Regions from separate parts of the Mus musculus genome. Here all the other regions are linked to region 2. A link is a contact called in public HiChIP or PLAC-seq and promoter capture Hi-C data. All regions are on one chromosome and are shown on one strand. Each heading gives the region's core, a stretch centred on a gene start, on an enhancer-like site or on the middle of the called end of the contact. The rest is flanking DNA. Distances are from core to core; before and after follow the strand shown.

Region 1 (4,487 bases), core at 553-3,052, 320 kb after region 2:
TTCATAAGACTAGCAGCATTGTAGTTATGAAGTTGCCACCAAAATTTTATGTTTGAAGGTCACCGTGCCATGAAGCACTGTATTAAAGCATTCGGAAGGCTCAGAACCAGGGCACTGGTGGATGGCCCCACGCCTGTGCACATATGGACGGCAGTAGTTGGACTCAGCGAGTTATTTAAAAAGAACAAGAGGACATTAGTGTTGAAAGGGGCAGTGTTGGGGAGATCAGATTTAAAAAAAGAGAAAGAAGGGAAAGGGTCTGATATGATCAAGCTACATTGTACACACCTATGAAATTGTCAAAGAACAAACAAAATCACTAAATCTCAATCATTAACTTTGTTCGCCTGTTCATTAGGCCTAAGCTAGTTACATGTTTAACTGTGAATTAGATAGATGGATAGATAGATAGATAGATAGATAAATTGGGGCAACTGTGAAATGAATGAATGAATGAATGAATGAATGAATAAATAAATAAATAAATAAATAAATAAATAAATTGGGGCTAGAGAGATGCCCATGCCACACACTACCACTTGCCCTTCCGGGAGACCTGGGTTTGACTTCCAGCACCCACATGGTAGTTCACAACTATCCCAGGGAACTCCAGTCCCAAGGACTCTCAAGTTCTCTTCTGGCCTCTGTGGGCACCAGGTATGCACTAGGTGCGCAGACATGCATACAGGCAAAACTCCCTATATATACACAAAGATTTTTTTTTTAAAGAAAAGAAATTCACAAGTAGAATGCTTGTACAAAATTTGAGCAACACATAGGCAACTCATCTAAAGCACAGAACAGGTGCTACTTTTAAATCTTTTTCCTTTTTCTTTTCTTTTTAGTTTATTTATTTATTTTTCTTTAGGAAGAGAACCCCTATAGAATGGAAGTATCCTGTCACCTTTGGGCCATTTCACTTTTATTTCAACGTGGAAGAATAAGTGTGTTCTTTCATCTTCATCAGCGGCAATGCAGATGGTTGGAAGGTCGTGGTAACGTGCTTTCTACTCCCTCCCCGTGGACACCTCAGAGTGGGCTCACGGCTCATGCGAGGTTTTGGTAGTCACAGAACTGGGTGCTTACCTTTGCCGAATGGCTTCTCTCTCGCCCTCAGTCTGTTCTCACAGGAAGGATGCTTGGTCCGGCCTGTGCCAATGTCATCTTTTGCTTCCCCACATTATTTCTCCTGGGTTTCTTCTCTAAGCCTGGAACACAGAGAAAAGAGGCTCGGTCACTTCGGCAGCGGTTAGAAGGACCGTCAGCCTCAAGTCACTGACAATTCCAGTTTATTTCTAATTTTCCCCTGGCTGGCTACAGATTAATCACAGGTTTCGAGATTCAGACAATTAGATATTTAGAGCAAGAGCTCTCTCAAAACACCAATGACAGTGGACTGTTCTCCTTAACAACCGAAGAGGCAAACGCTGACTTGACCTTTCAGGAATCATCATATGACCCCTGGACATCTGGCGTCAGGCTGGGCTCTGTAGGGGGAGATTCTGAAGTGCAGCAAGTTACCTACAATACCATCAGGGCTGTTGGGGTAGGAGCGAGAACGTGGGATGATAGCATCTTAGACTCGAATCTCAGGATTATAGAAAGCATCGTGGCAGCTTTGAGTCTGGGCTTTGAATAGATATTGACTGTATGGTAAGGATGAAGCTGGCTGTGGGTGCTGATGAACTAACCGTTAGCGTGGGCATTGTGCCTTGAGAGCATTTGGACGTATCTATCATACTCCCTATAAAAGACACGGCTTTTCCCTGGAGGCTCTGCTTCATTCAGTAAGCACGCCTCCCCCTTGCCAATTGTTTGGCCAAACTGCTTCACACAGCAGAGGGTAAACTCTGGACTAGGAGGGCAGACATAGCAGATGTGCCTTTCATTGTTTCATTGTGTGGATGAATGAGGCTCCTGTCACACCCTCCCCTTGGCAGCTTCCCACCCACTTGCTCCTCTATAGCCCGTCACCCCCCCCCCCATGCAGGCCTGAAAGTCCAGTTGGTGCAGAAGGCAGAAGGAACTCAACTCGAATCCCTACAAGCACCTTTGCCCTGCGCTGCTCATAGACGCCACAGAATAAGTCAGTCTTCCCATGCAGAAACCATGCCAGTCAGTTTCTCATGCAATGACAAAGATACGAAATCGTTCTCTCATTTATGGTTTTAGAGGTGTACCCCCTGGCTGGCTTCCTCCATTACTATGAAGTAGAATAAAATATCATGGTGGTAAGAACATGTGGAACAGGGGGCTGCTGTCACAGGGAGGACAGAGGGAGTGAAGGGGAGAGGGGGCAGGGACAAGGCTGTTAAGGACCCACCCTCATGACTTTCCAGCTTGGCCCCGACTTCAAATATCTGTCCCACCTTCCAGTAAGAACAACACATTTTTGCATCATTCACTAATGTACTGATCCATTGATAAGCCAGAGTCCATCATTGGGGCGCTTTAACACCTGAGCCATCTGGGAGACACTTCATACCCAAACCATGACAGAAACTCGATATTTTAGGAAATCAGTTACAAATAAAATATAGTGCAGATTGGAAGTTCCGTGCAATATTTTCCAGAAACCTTTTAGAAGAAAATCCCAAGTGGTTTCAGGAAACAAGTTCATTTACTTTAATCTCCCAAAAGCTGATAGAAGCTCCTTTTATGTAAGCTGTTTTTAAATAAACATCAAAGTGCCAAAAGCTGGCCATGGTGGTTCCAACTTGCAATCCCAGTACTCAGAAAGATGAGGCAGGGGGATTGCCAGGAGCTCACGGACAGCCTAGGCTATGTTGCAAGTTCTAGGCTAGTCTGACTCTATATGAAACCTTGTCTCAGCAAAGAAGCAAAGCCAATAGGATTTGATTTAAACTGTGAGAACTGGTGTTTGGGGAGGGTGGTCATGGGAGGAGGATTTGTGCAATACAAAAATGAGAATGAGGACTTGGTCCATTCTCTTGGCCCTCGTGATTTTGGGGTAAACCATTGGTTTCAGAAAAATGTATGCTAGAGATGTATTCTAGACTAAAGCTCCACTTTGCAGATAAAATAAATGAGGGCCATCAAGAGAAGGATCGTGCAAAAGGTTACATAGTCATCTTCAAAAGATGTACACACCTCCTATTTCATTACATCTTGTGCCACACCTTTTCATGTATCTACCAGGCAACAAAAGCCCCTTGAACAGCCAAGCCTTGTAGTGCTGACATAAGCCATATTGCATACACCAAACATAGGGAATTAGTTAAACCTCTTAGGTAGGCAAACATAACACAGCTTATATAAACTCAGAACACAGGAGCAGAAAGGGAGAAATAAACAGACACTTCCTGATTACCTAGAATAGCTACTATTGATTGAAGACCAACCATAAGCCATCCAATATAGTATGCCTGTCCCCGTCGGTGACACTAATGCTTCCAGCAACTCTGAAAATAACACATACATCAGTGTACCGTGAAAACGAGAAAACTGAGCCAGGAAAACAAGATAGCCTGCCCGAGGTTGCACACAGCTAATAAGTTCTCAGATCCTATGACTCCCTTCCTGTATACACACACACCCATACACACACACACACACACACACACACACACACACACACCAACTTCCTGTCTGTGACAAGCCACTCAGCTCCACTAAGCCACAGAAATAGGCATCTGCTTAGAAACCCCAGAGCCCAGGAATAGAAGCAGCTCATTTATACTGAGCAAAATAGGAGAGAGAAGAAATGGACTTAGAGCATCGCTGTGGTTTCAACAGGCTCCTGCTTTGAACACTTGGTCCCCACTTGTAGGAAACTGTAAATTTTGGGAGCTGGGATCTGGCTGGAGGGAATACTCACTGATGTTTTAACTTTGACAGCTATTCCCGGCCCTCAGTACCCTCCGTTCTCTGCCTCTTGGCCATCATGAGCGAGAACCTCTCCTGTTACAGAATTCTGTCCGAGTGGACAGAGCCAAGTAACCATGGGGCGAACCCTCTCGAACCAGGGATCAGCACTAAGTCTGTCCTGATTCAAGTTGTTCTTTCAGGTATGTTGGCCACAGTGACATGAAAATAACCAATACAAACACTATAGGAATCTATTTTTACAATGATTCTATCACTGGGGGCATGCCAACAATCAGGAAACACACCGTCTATGTCAATGTAATTAATACACAACTTAATCCTTAAAAGTCAACAGAAGATATTTGTGATAATAGGTAAGATAAGATAAGACAAGCTCTCAGTACAATGGATGGCTTTGGGTCAACAACAGTTTTAATTTTCTAGGGTTGCCATTAAAAAGTGAGGCAGGACTGAGGACTTAAATGAACAAAATCTATCTTCTCTTGGCTCTGAAGACTGGAAGTTGGTGATTGAGGCAATGGCAGGGTGAGTTGCATGTCATCTCCTTGCTTGGCTTGCAGACTTTCTTCATGTGATCTTTCCTGTGTGCGTGCAGTCCTGGTGTCTCTCATTCTGTGTTTACCCTTCCTCCTTTTATA
Region 2 (4,348 bases), core at 539-3,038:
AGTTTGATCACTGAACTCTATTTCTAGCACTCTTCTCGCTTTTTATGTTGAGCCACAATCTTACCAACTTGCTCCGGCTGGCCTTGAACTCACTTTGTAATCCCTACAAGCCCTGAACTTAAAATTCTCCTGTCTTGGTCTCCGGAATAGGTCTGCCTCACCATGCCAGTTTGTATTATTACTGATAACAGTAAAATCTGTAAATGCTGCATATACTAAACACTTCCCAAACATCCCTCATTTAGCCTCTGTGGCAGATTTTCTACTAACCCCGGTTTACCTAAGAATCAAGGAAGGCTGGGGGAAGTTAAGACATTCCTCCACTGGCCTGGAGAGATGACTCAGAGGTTAAGAGCATTTGCTGTCCTTTCAGAGGACCCAGATTCAAGTCCCAGTTCCCACGTGGCAGCTTAGAATCATCTGTAACTCCAGTTCCAAGAGCTCTGGCACCCTCTTCTGACCTCAGCAGGCACAAAGCATGCGGGTACAGCACATACACAATGCAGGCAAGACATTCATTCACAATAAATTAGTTTTGTTTTGATTTTTTAGGAACTACTTTTCTCCAAAGTAAATTGCTGGAGTCCATTGCCAGGCTATCCTAAACACCAGTGGCAGAAGACATTTTCATAAAGCCCCCAATGATTTCCTCAACTGCCTTTCTAATCAGCTAAACAACTAAGTCTGACTTCGCCTCAAGTATATTTTACTACTCTTTGTTTTAGGGTAAGTTGGTGGTCTTAGTAGAGCACTTTGAGTTTGGTTAAAAATTAACAGTTGCAAATTTAGAAACACTGTTACCTTAGGCACTGCCATCTTAGAAGCCTAGGAGTCAGGGGGATCCTGGACACCACAAGAAAACAACCCACAGCATCAACTAAGCAGGGCTCATAGGCGCTCACAGAAACTGAAGCGGCTAGCACAGGGCCTACGTGTGTCTGTGCTAGGTTCTCTGTGTATGTGTTATGGTTGTGTAGCTTGGTGGTCTTGTAGAAGTTGTTTTCTTAGGTAAATGTTATTTGTTTAATATTGGAATAAAACTAAGAAACCTTTCTGGCCTGGGAAGCCATGTTTCTGCCCAGGAACACAGAGCACCTCCAGCAGCTGTCTGCTTTGAAGCTGCTAAGAGCTCGCTCAGGAAGAAGTGAAGTCATCCGCTTCTATCTATCTTCTATCTATAACGATGGCACAACGGTTCAGTAATTTTGCCACAGGACAGCAGAAATGAAGGGCGAAGAAAAAGGCGAGCTGGCAATCACTTTATTTCAGTTCACTTCAGTCAAACCCTTGCTCCCATTTTTTTTTTTTCTAGTGTGATTTCACACAAAGTGACTCATGAAAATTGCACGCATATGTGGGGAGATTAGCAATACCGGACTTCAGTGACACTGAGGCCGGCTTCCATTCCATTCCACTTATATTGACAGCTGAACAGCTGCTTTTTTTTTTTTTTTTTTTTTTTTTTTTTTTTTTTTTTTCTCCCTTCAGGGCAAAGAACACACACAAGCGATGTGTTTAAAAAGAGATGGTTTGTATTTAAACTGCCAGAGAGAACTGACACCACCTTTAGTTTAGGTAGGGGATTTCCGCTAGTTACTTTTTGTCCTAACATTGGATAAAGCCCACTGCTCTGAGTCACTAACCACTTCCAGCCAATCACAGACAGACCAACACACCCGCCCGCAGCCAATTTTCTGAGCCCTGCCGTGCTTTAACCGCAGAACCAATCCGAAGGACCCGCTGTCATCTTTCATCCAGCTGGTTGTCGCTGCCGCCGCCTCCAGATTCCGAAGGCGAAGCTCGCGAAGCAGAGGAACATGGACGTGAACCTCGCCCCGCTCCGTGCCTGGGACGATTTCTTCCCGGGCTCTGATCGTTTCGCCCGGCCGGACTTCAGGGACATTTCCAAATGGAACAACCGTGTAGTGAGCAATCTGCTCTATTACCAGACCAACTACCTGGTGGTGGCTGCCATGATGATTTCGGTTGTTGGGTAAGTGGGGTCTTCTGCCTGGAGCACCTGTCCAGGGTCAGGACGTAGGGACCACGAGGACAAGATCGCGAAATGCAAGACTAGGTCCACACGGAGCGCCTGCCTCAGGGAAGGGTCTCGGGAAGTGGCCCACCCAGTGGAAACTTGTTCTCAGGGCGAGGCCACAGCTCTCTGAGGTCCCCTTTCTTTCTCTTTTTGCTCTAGAGGCTTGAGCAGGGACCCTGGGAGGGAAGAGGTGAGGAAAACGCTGAGAACTTGGGACAATGAGAACTACCCCCTCCCACGTCCCCGTGCTGAAGATATTCGCCTGTCAGATGTTTGTAGCACAGTGGGTGTTTTAAAAATAAGAAAAAATGTGGTGGTGTTGTAACCTTGTCCTGGGGCTGCCTAGCAAAGCCTGGAGTGACAGGGTGTGGACCCAGGGCTGTGTTTAAGTGGCCTCTCCGGCTAATGTCTGTCTATACTGTACATAGAACTGAGCTTCCGCTCAGGCGGATGCGAGTCTCCTGGTGGCGCATCTTCCCCTGTGAGGTGACTCTGGAAACGAGGCCCCCTGACATTTTCTTTTCCCCTAGAAGTTGCCGGACACGGTCGCTTTAGCTTTGCTCCTTAGCCTGGGGTCTTAAACATCTCTGAAGGCCTTTTCGATGCTGGTTAAGAAGTTTCCTGTGCTAAGTAAGGTTATACGTGAACATTCTGGCGCACATACACGTACACATTTCCGCACCTGTTTCCTGAGAAGCTGTTTTTCCTTGTAGGTTACCCTTTAAAAATGCTTCTTCCACCTTTTAACAAAATAAATGGTTATATTCGCCATTTTATTATCTCTTATACGAATTTAAATAGAAGGTTTTACAAAACACCCTCTTGCCCTAAAAGAAGTCCTTTTCTAAGGTTTCTCTTTCCGAACAAACCCAAAGAGAAAGAGAAGCTGCTAGGGAGAAAAACAAAAAACAATCCCAAAAAGGAGAGAGAAGAGATGCACACTCGGGGCTCTTAGGAAGGGGTGCGTGATAAGGCGCTGTCTTAAGTTGGCCTGAGGTTAGCTGGCTTATTTACTTAGCTACCTCTGGGCACCAGATCCCACGCCAAGCTCTGAGCGCACCAAGATGAATCAGACTTGAATTCTGGCCCAGGGACACATGGCATTTGCTGAGCCTCAAAAGGAGCAAACTCACAGCACGGAGGAGACTGGCAAGCTTCCTCATTTCCAGGCGTGGTTCGGAGTGGTCACCGGTTCTCAAATGTGGGCTCCATGTGAGATCTTAGCTGTGTGTGGCTGAAGGAACTGCCAACTCTGGGGATGGCGTAGTGTGCAGAGGACACAGGCTCTAGCGGACTCTGACTAAACGGGCAGCTGAGCAACCATTAGTCAGGGGAAGAAAGCCAGAGGCAGTTGTTCCTGAACCTGCCCCCAAAACTCTGCTTCTTCCCAGAGGACAGACTTCACAAAGTCGCTTCTTTAAAATAAAATAACTAGCTGGGCACTGCTGGTGCACGCCTTCGATCTCAGCATTTGGGAGGCAGAGGCAGTCGAATCTCTGTGAGTTCAAGGCCAGCTTGGTCTCCAGAGCAAGTATGAGTATAGTTGGGGATACACAGAGAAACCCTATCTTGAAAATCCAACAAAACAAAACCAAAGAACTCTAATAATGGGTTTACATCTCTTGTAAACTTTCATATTCTTTTCTTCCTCTTTGGTGGTTACCTAGTTATGGGGTGGATTATCTTCTCTTAAATAGAAAGGTTTGACACAGACCAATCAAATATACAAGGAAAAAATAAATAAAATCCCCCTCCCCTCACACTCAAAGCATTATATGTCCAGACTCCAGCACAGCCCTGGTCACCTTGTGGCCTTCATAGAACCCATTTTTCACAGTCAGCTCTTAACTAAATATAGCTCTCTCATTATGATCTTAGGCCACTGAACCTGGCAGTCTGGAGTCTTCACCTTTCTCATTTCTATGTCACATAGAACTATTAATTGTTAGCTACGTCTTTGAAGATAAAGAGAAAAGTACCTGTTGTTATATATCTGCAAAGAGCAGGCAAGGCATAGTAGCTTATGCTTATAAACCCAGCACTCCAGAGGCCGAGGCAGGAGGATTGCATGAGTTCCAGACCAACCAGAAACATAAAAATTTCTTTATACCCCAGAATAATTTGAGCCTGTAACCTTAATTTGTTTCTTTTTCTATACATCTCTAAGCACTTTCTAGCTTTCCCCACAAATTCTTCTTTTCTTTCTTTATAACTAATTATAATAAACTTTTATAGAGGGCTCTGTGTGCTAAGTACTTTGCTAAGTACTGTGTGCTGAGTATTTTACTGCATTGTGCCATGCAGTTCCAC
Region 3 (4,638 bases), core at 1,093-3,592, 300 kb after region 2:
GAGGAATTTTTGTACAACATAGTCCCTAATTATATGACTCATAGTCTATATGGTATTGTACTAAAGAAGCAGAGAGAAAATTAGTTTCATCACCTTGACTTCACAAGGAATGCCATCTCAGGTAGGATGACACCCATTACATTTAATAGTCGTCTTACATGACTTTTCGGATCTGATAGCATCTCCTGGACGAGGGAGGGGGGATATTTTCCCACTCCTGTGCTGCAGCCAGTCAGAAGAAGGGCTGGGGCATGTGGCAGGCCAGCAGCATCTACCCTGGGTACAAGTGGAGGCTGGACAGTCACCTACCTCTTTTCCTTGCAAGTGGACATAACTGAGATGAAGTTCTTTCCTTTCCAAACATCAGGATTTTACTCCTGGCCATGGTAGGGCATGGGGAAGGTAGAGGTTGTAGTTGTATGACTGCAGAGTTACTGACCTAGATTAGGGGTCTACCTTTCTTCAAAGGCTCAGAATATTTTGGATCTTCCATAATTTAAAAAAAAAATGGTCTCAGTTGTAACCAGTCTACTACTGTGTCGGAAAAGCAGGTAGAGAAAATACTTACATACATGAACATGGCTACATGCCAATAACATTCATTTATCATTTAAAGGCTGTGGCTGACCCTGGACATGATTGTGAGAAACAGAGAGAGGAGATAAAACATGGAAGCAAGAAGAAGGTGAAATGAGGAGGACATTTTGGTATGGAAAGGGGCTTGGAGGCATCGCTGGCACATTCCTTTTGAAGTAACAGAACCATTCAGGATTGGAACTTAGAGTGTTCCTTTTGGCTAATGGTCTGCTGGACACTGCCGGGTGCAAAGGAGACACTGTACTCACCTGGAGTGGCTCAAGAGCCAAGGGCTCCAGAAGGCGCTGTCTTGTTCATGTGAGTGAAACTTCCCCCTATTGAGCAAGCCAAGGCCCTTGTTGAAAAGCAAACAGCCTCCATGATCAAATTCCATACAATCAACAGCACTTGGGACTGCATTCAATACAATCAACAGCACTTGGGGACTTGAACAGTTAAGAAAGGGCAGGGCTGTGATGGAATGAAATGTGTGTTTTGATTTTTTTTTTAAATGATGTAAAACAGGGAAATGAAATTCTCAAAGAAGCAGGGTTTATGGCACTACACAGGCGGGCCTGAGTAGGTGGATAAACAGGGGCAGCTGTTCTGAGAGGGAGGCCAGGGGCTGTGTGGGGTTCTGGCAGTAAGACCGAGCCACGCGTGAAGAGGACTTCAAGAAGGAAAGGCAGAAGATGGGAAGGCTGACTTCTTACCCCTGGAGCAGTGCTGTGAGTGTGTGACTGAAGAGAGACGCTGGTGAGAAGCTTAGGTGCCACCCACAAGCTCTAGCAAACCTAGGCCAAAATCCCACTTTGGTCTTCATATGCCTCATCACCTGAGGGAATTACTTCACCCCCATCAAGGCTCTGCCTTGCTATCTATGAAATACAGAGGGAAATTCCTCCTCCCTAAGACTGTTCATGAAGAGCATGTGCAGACTCGGAGGGACAGCCCCGGGGGAAATGACAGGCTGTCAGTAAAGGGCCCGGGGATCACCAGTCCACTACTTTAGCTGCTTCTGCAGGGACTGGGCTTTGGCTTATCGCTTCTTATTGGGGCAGAAGCCACAAAAGGAAGATGGAAGCAGGTTACTCGCAAATTCTGGCTTGATCTTTACCCTGGAGGCAGAGGTCTGAACTTCTTTTCTCACGTTGGGAAGGCAATCTGCTGGGCTATCGAGAAATTTCCAACAAGAATCCACCAAAATGGAAGCCAACTCAAGCAGAGAGGCGAGGACACAAGCCCCACGTGTCTGCGTGTACCATGGAAAGTTGCGATGAGGAGGGAGCAGGGAGTTTATGCTGTGTCACCAGCCTTTGAGAAGATGACATGAGGACAATAATGAGGTCCCCTTCTAGATAGCCGAAGGTCTCATCAGGTGGTTTAGTTGCCAGAAGCTTCCATCATCCTTCCTGATGTTCCCTTCTTAGTCTCCCCTCTCCTCAACTCCTCACTCTGGAAGGAATCTTGAATAGCACAAACCAGTTAGCACATCAGTGGCCCCGGACATAAGGCAATCCATCAGAGAGAATGTAAGGCCTATCACTTAGAATTCTGGGAGACCGGTCGATTTACTCTCTCTTCCCTGTTTAGGAACAAGTTACTACCGTGTTCGTGCTGTTATACAGGAGGACGATCTGGTCACAGCGATCACCTGCAGGAAATGCAAAGCAAAGGCAATCGGGGGACCGTTGTCAGCCTCTTGATCAAACTTTGTCTGAAGTAAGCAACTCAGTTTCGTGAGCCAATAACTATCTCTTACTGCTGAAGTCAGTGTAAACCATAGTTGCCTTCACTTTCAAAATCCCCAGAAGCTCCAGACAGTGCCCCCTCCCCCCAAACTCCACCCTTTCCTCAAAACGATCACATTTCCTGAAAACAAATGCTATTTCCCAGGACACAGAATAGACCTTGGCTTGCTGTCCTCAGGTTCTGTAGCAGAAGGGTAAAGGCCCATTTTTTGGTAGCTCTCCACCTTCTTCTCTGAGTACAATGTTTGTTCGTGACCACGTCCCTCCATCACGACAGCGCTTCGATGACAACTTACTGTCTACCGGGTTGAACTGAGGTGGAGTTCTTACAGCTTTGAAAACCAGGCAACCTCCATGTCATCCTGATGTCAAAGAGCGCATGTGTGGGTGAGCAGCCGAGGGCATCAAGGCGAGGCAGTCTAGGAGAATGTGAGCGTGTATGAGTGTGTGTAGCAGTGTGCAAGTCAGTGGGAATGCGTGTAGCACAGGAGGAGTCTGAGAGTTCCAGAGCATGTCCAGTGTACTCACCCTGTGAGGCAGTAGCCTCTGAGAAAATGCTGCCCCTAGGAGCAGACCACCAAACACATGCCCAAGAGAAAGGAAGCAGGTAGGGCCTAGAAATGACCATGGAGAAGCAACGCAGCATGCTATTTCTACCCACAAGACGTGCTGTCTTCTTTTTGCAGTGCTGAGAATAAAACTCAGGACATCACCCATGTCAGGTAAATATCCTACCACTGAGGTACACCTCAGAGGCACCCTCTTTTAATGAGCAATGCTTGAAAGGTCATTGAAGGGAGCAGGGTGGAGAGGAACTGTTTTTTTGTTTTTGTTTTTGTTTTTGCTGCTGCTACTGTGTGCTCACTTTTAAGTTGTAATGGAAAGCACTGATGTTTGGAATCCTGTAATCAGCCTTCTAGAAAGGGAGCCAGGGTTCCCAGGAATCGCCTAGGTTGGATTCACAAATCTTGCAGACTGACCCACCCTTCCACCCTCCCACCCTCCCAGTGACAGCTGAAGATACCCTGACAGATTGACAAGGGAACACTGTCATTGTCTCTCAGCAATGCTGCATATCATTCATCTCTCAGTGGTGCTACATGGTGGCGACAGCTCAGGGCTCTCAGAAGTTCAATTTAAATCCAAAGCCACCACACAAGCTGTCCACATTTCCTGGCTTTTTGTTTGTTTTTTTTTTTTATTTGTTTTTTTTTTTGTTTGTTTTTTTTTTTTTTCCTGGCAGCTTCTAATTCTTAAGCTATTTGTGCTACCATCACGCTTCTGTGACTGACTGTACTGTGGATTCTCTGTTGGCTGCTTTTGCTTGGAGAAAGTTTAACTCACGACCGGTTTAACTTTTCACTGCCCCGAGACTCTTACAAAGAGGACTCAACTCATGAAAGGCACACAGGCCCTCAGCCTGGAGCGAGGTGCGTCTGAGTAATTAAACGTGTCTAAGCAACACCATTCATACCTGGGGCAGACAGGAAGAGACAGCATGGCTTCCTAAACTGATTTCTCATTCCACAGGATGTGAGTCACCCCAGGCCTGATCCCTCAGCAAAGTGAATCTCTTTGTCAGGAGCCTGGGGAATCAGAAATCTTCTGTCCTGTGACTTCTTAAAAACTATATGATGCACGAGAAAATCTCTACTTCCAAAATGGAGCCTGCAAACTTTCCTGCGGTGACTTTGAACTGTCCAGGAGTAAAAGGGCGAGAAGCTGACACCATGCTTGATATAAACCAAATCAGAACAAACTCTTGACTCAAGATTTAAAATTTTTCAGTTTTTAAACCAAAGCTTCATCAATAAGTGATGGAGTGTTCATACAAATGCCAGACATATATCAGAAATATTACACACTTGATGATCTAGTTAGACAGGCAGCACTTTCCTCTAGATGAAGGTGACAGTGACAGTGAATGTTTACTGGGGTTGACCGTGTCCCAAGTGTTATGCTAATCACTTTCTATCCATTAAATCTCTGATGTGCTTATCACCCCAGAGAGGTGCTTGCTGTCATCCTCACTGTCAGACTGATAGACAATGGGAAGGGAGAGAGAAAAAGAGACATAGAGAGGGAGAGAAAAAGGAAGAGGAGGAGGGAGAGGAGGAGGAGGAGGAAGAGGAAGAGGAAGAAGAGGAGGAGGAAGAAGAGGAGGAGGAAAAGAAGGAGGAAGAGGAAGAGGAGGAGGAAGAGGAGGAAAACAGTATGACTCAGACAAGGTTTCCCTGGATCCCAGCTGTCTGCCTCATAACCCATGCTAACTTGCTGACTCTAGAAACATATATTTAAACAACCCTTTCAA

The links. Promoter capture Hi-C pulls out the DNA fragments that hold promoters and counts their contacts. HiChIP or PLAC-seq counts read pairs in DNA pulled down with a chosen protein or histone mark.
Region 1: a contact with region 2 is called in an H3K4me3 HiChIP or PLAC-seq map of embryonic basal ganglia, with 4 times the contacts expected there. The contact joins the enhancer-like site here to the promoter of Arl6ip5 in region 2. A contact is called at or near these places in 8 of 39 promoter capture datasets (the C10 cell line, cranial neural crest, hippocampal neurons and 3 more), 2 of 15 datasets of contacts at CTCF or cohesin (the NIH/3T3 cell line and embryonic stem cells), 6 of 484 Hi-C or Micro-C datasets (the N1E-115 cell line, bone marrow-derived macrophages, cortical neurons and 3 more), 20 of 115 datasets of contacts at active chromatin or transcription factors (the 230-238 cell line, DN3 thymocytes, astrocytes and 13 more) and 3 of 9 other capture datasets (adipose tissue, liver and pancreatic islet).
Region 3: a contact with region 2 is called in a promoter capture Hi-C map of liver, with 3 times the contacts expected there. The contact joins the enhancer-like site here to the promoter of Arl6ip5 in region 2. A contact is called at or near these places in 18 of 39 promoter capture datasets (the C10 cell line, the HPC-7 cell line, cranial neural crest and 11 more), 2 of 15 datasets of contacts at CTCF or cohesin (the NIH/3T3 cell line and embryonic stem cells), 8 of 484 Hi-C or Micro-C datasets (the N1E-115 cell line, bone marrow-derived macrophages, cortical neurons and 4 more), 25 of 115 datasets of contacts at active chromatin or transcription factors (the 230-238 cell line, DN3 thymocytes, astrocytes and 14 more) and 4 of 9 other capture datasets (adipose tissue, embryonic stem cells, liver and 1 more).

What each region holds. Positions count from the first base shown.
Region 1 is chr6:97,527,644-97,532,130 of GRCm38.p6, forward strand. Gm46970 (a long non-coding RNA gene) reads left to right here. Exons shown (of 5, transcript XR_003956336.1): 2 at 3,859-4,028; 3 at 4,273-4,374. It also overlaps a transcript of Frmd4b not described here. Among named protein-coding and RNA genes, the nearest start is that of Gm25852, 18 kb to the right of the region's middle. Within about 2 kb of position 1,803, at least 34 of the 459 cell types and tissues checked have an H3K27ac peak or open chromatin away from gene starts, as enhancers often do. A contact at or near this core is called in the N1E-115 cell line, cortical neurons, embryonic basal ganglia and 1 more, where this site is marked.
Region 2 is chr6:97,209,004-97,213,351 of GRCm38.p6, forward strand. It overlaps Arl6ip5 (ADP-ribosylation factor-like 6 interacting protein 5), which reads left to right and starts at 1,789. Exons shown (of 3, transcript NM_022992.2): 1 at 1,789-1,993. The coding sequence starts at 1,818.
Region 3 is chr6:97,507,194-97,511,831 of GRCm38.p6, forward strand. Gm46970 (a long non-coding RNA gene) reads left to right here. Exons shown (of 5, transcript XR_003956336.1): 1 at 1-4,638. It also overlaps a transcript of Frmd4b not described here. Among named protein-coding and RNA genes, the nearest start is that of Gm46970, 13 kb to the left of the region's middle. Within about 2 kb of position 2,343, at least 17 of the 459 cell types and tissues checked have an H3K27ac peak or open chromatin away from gene starts, as enhancers often do. A contact at or near this core is called in liver and trophoblast stem cells, where this site is marked.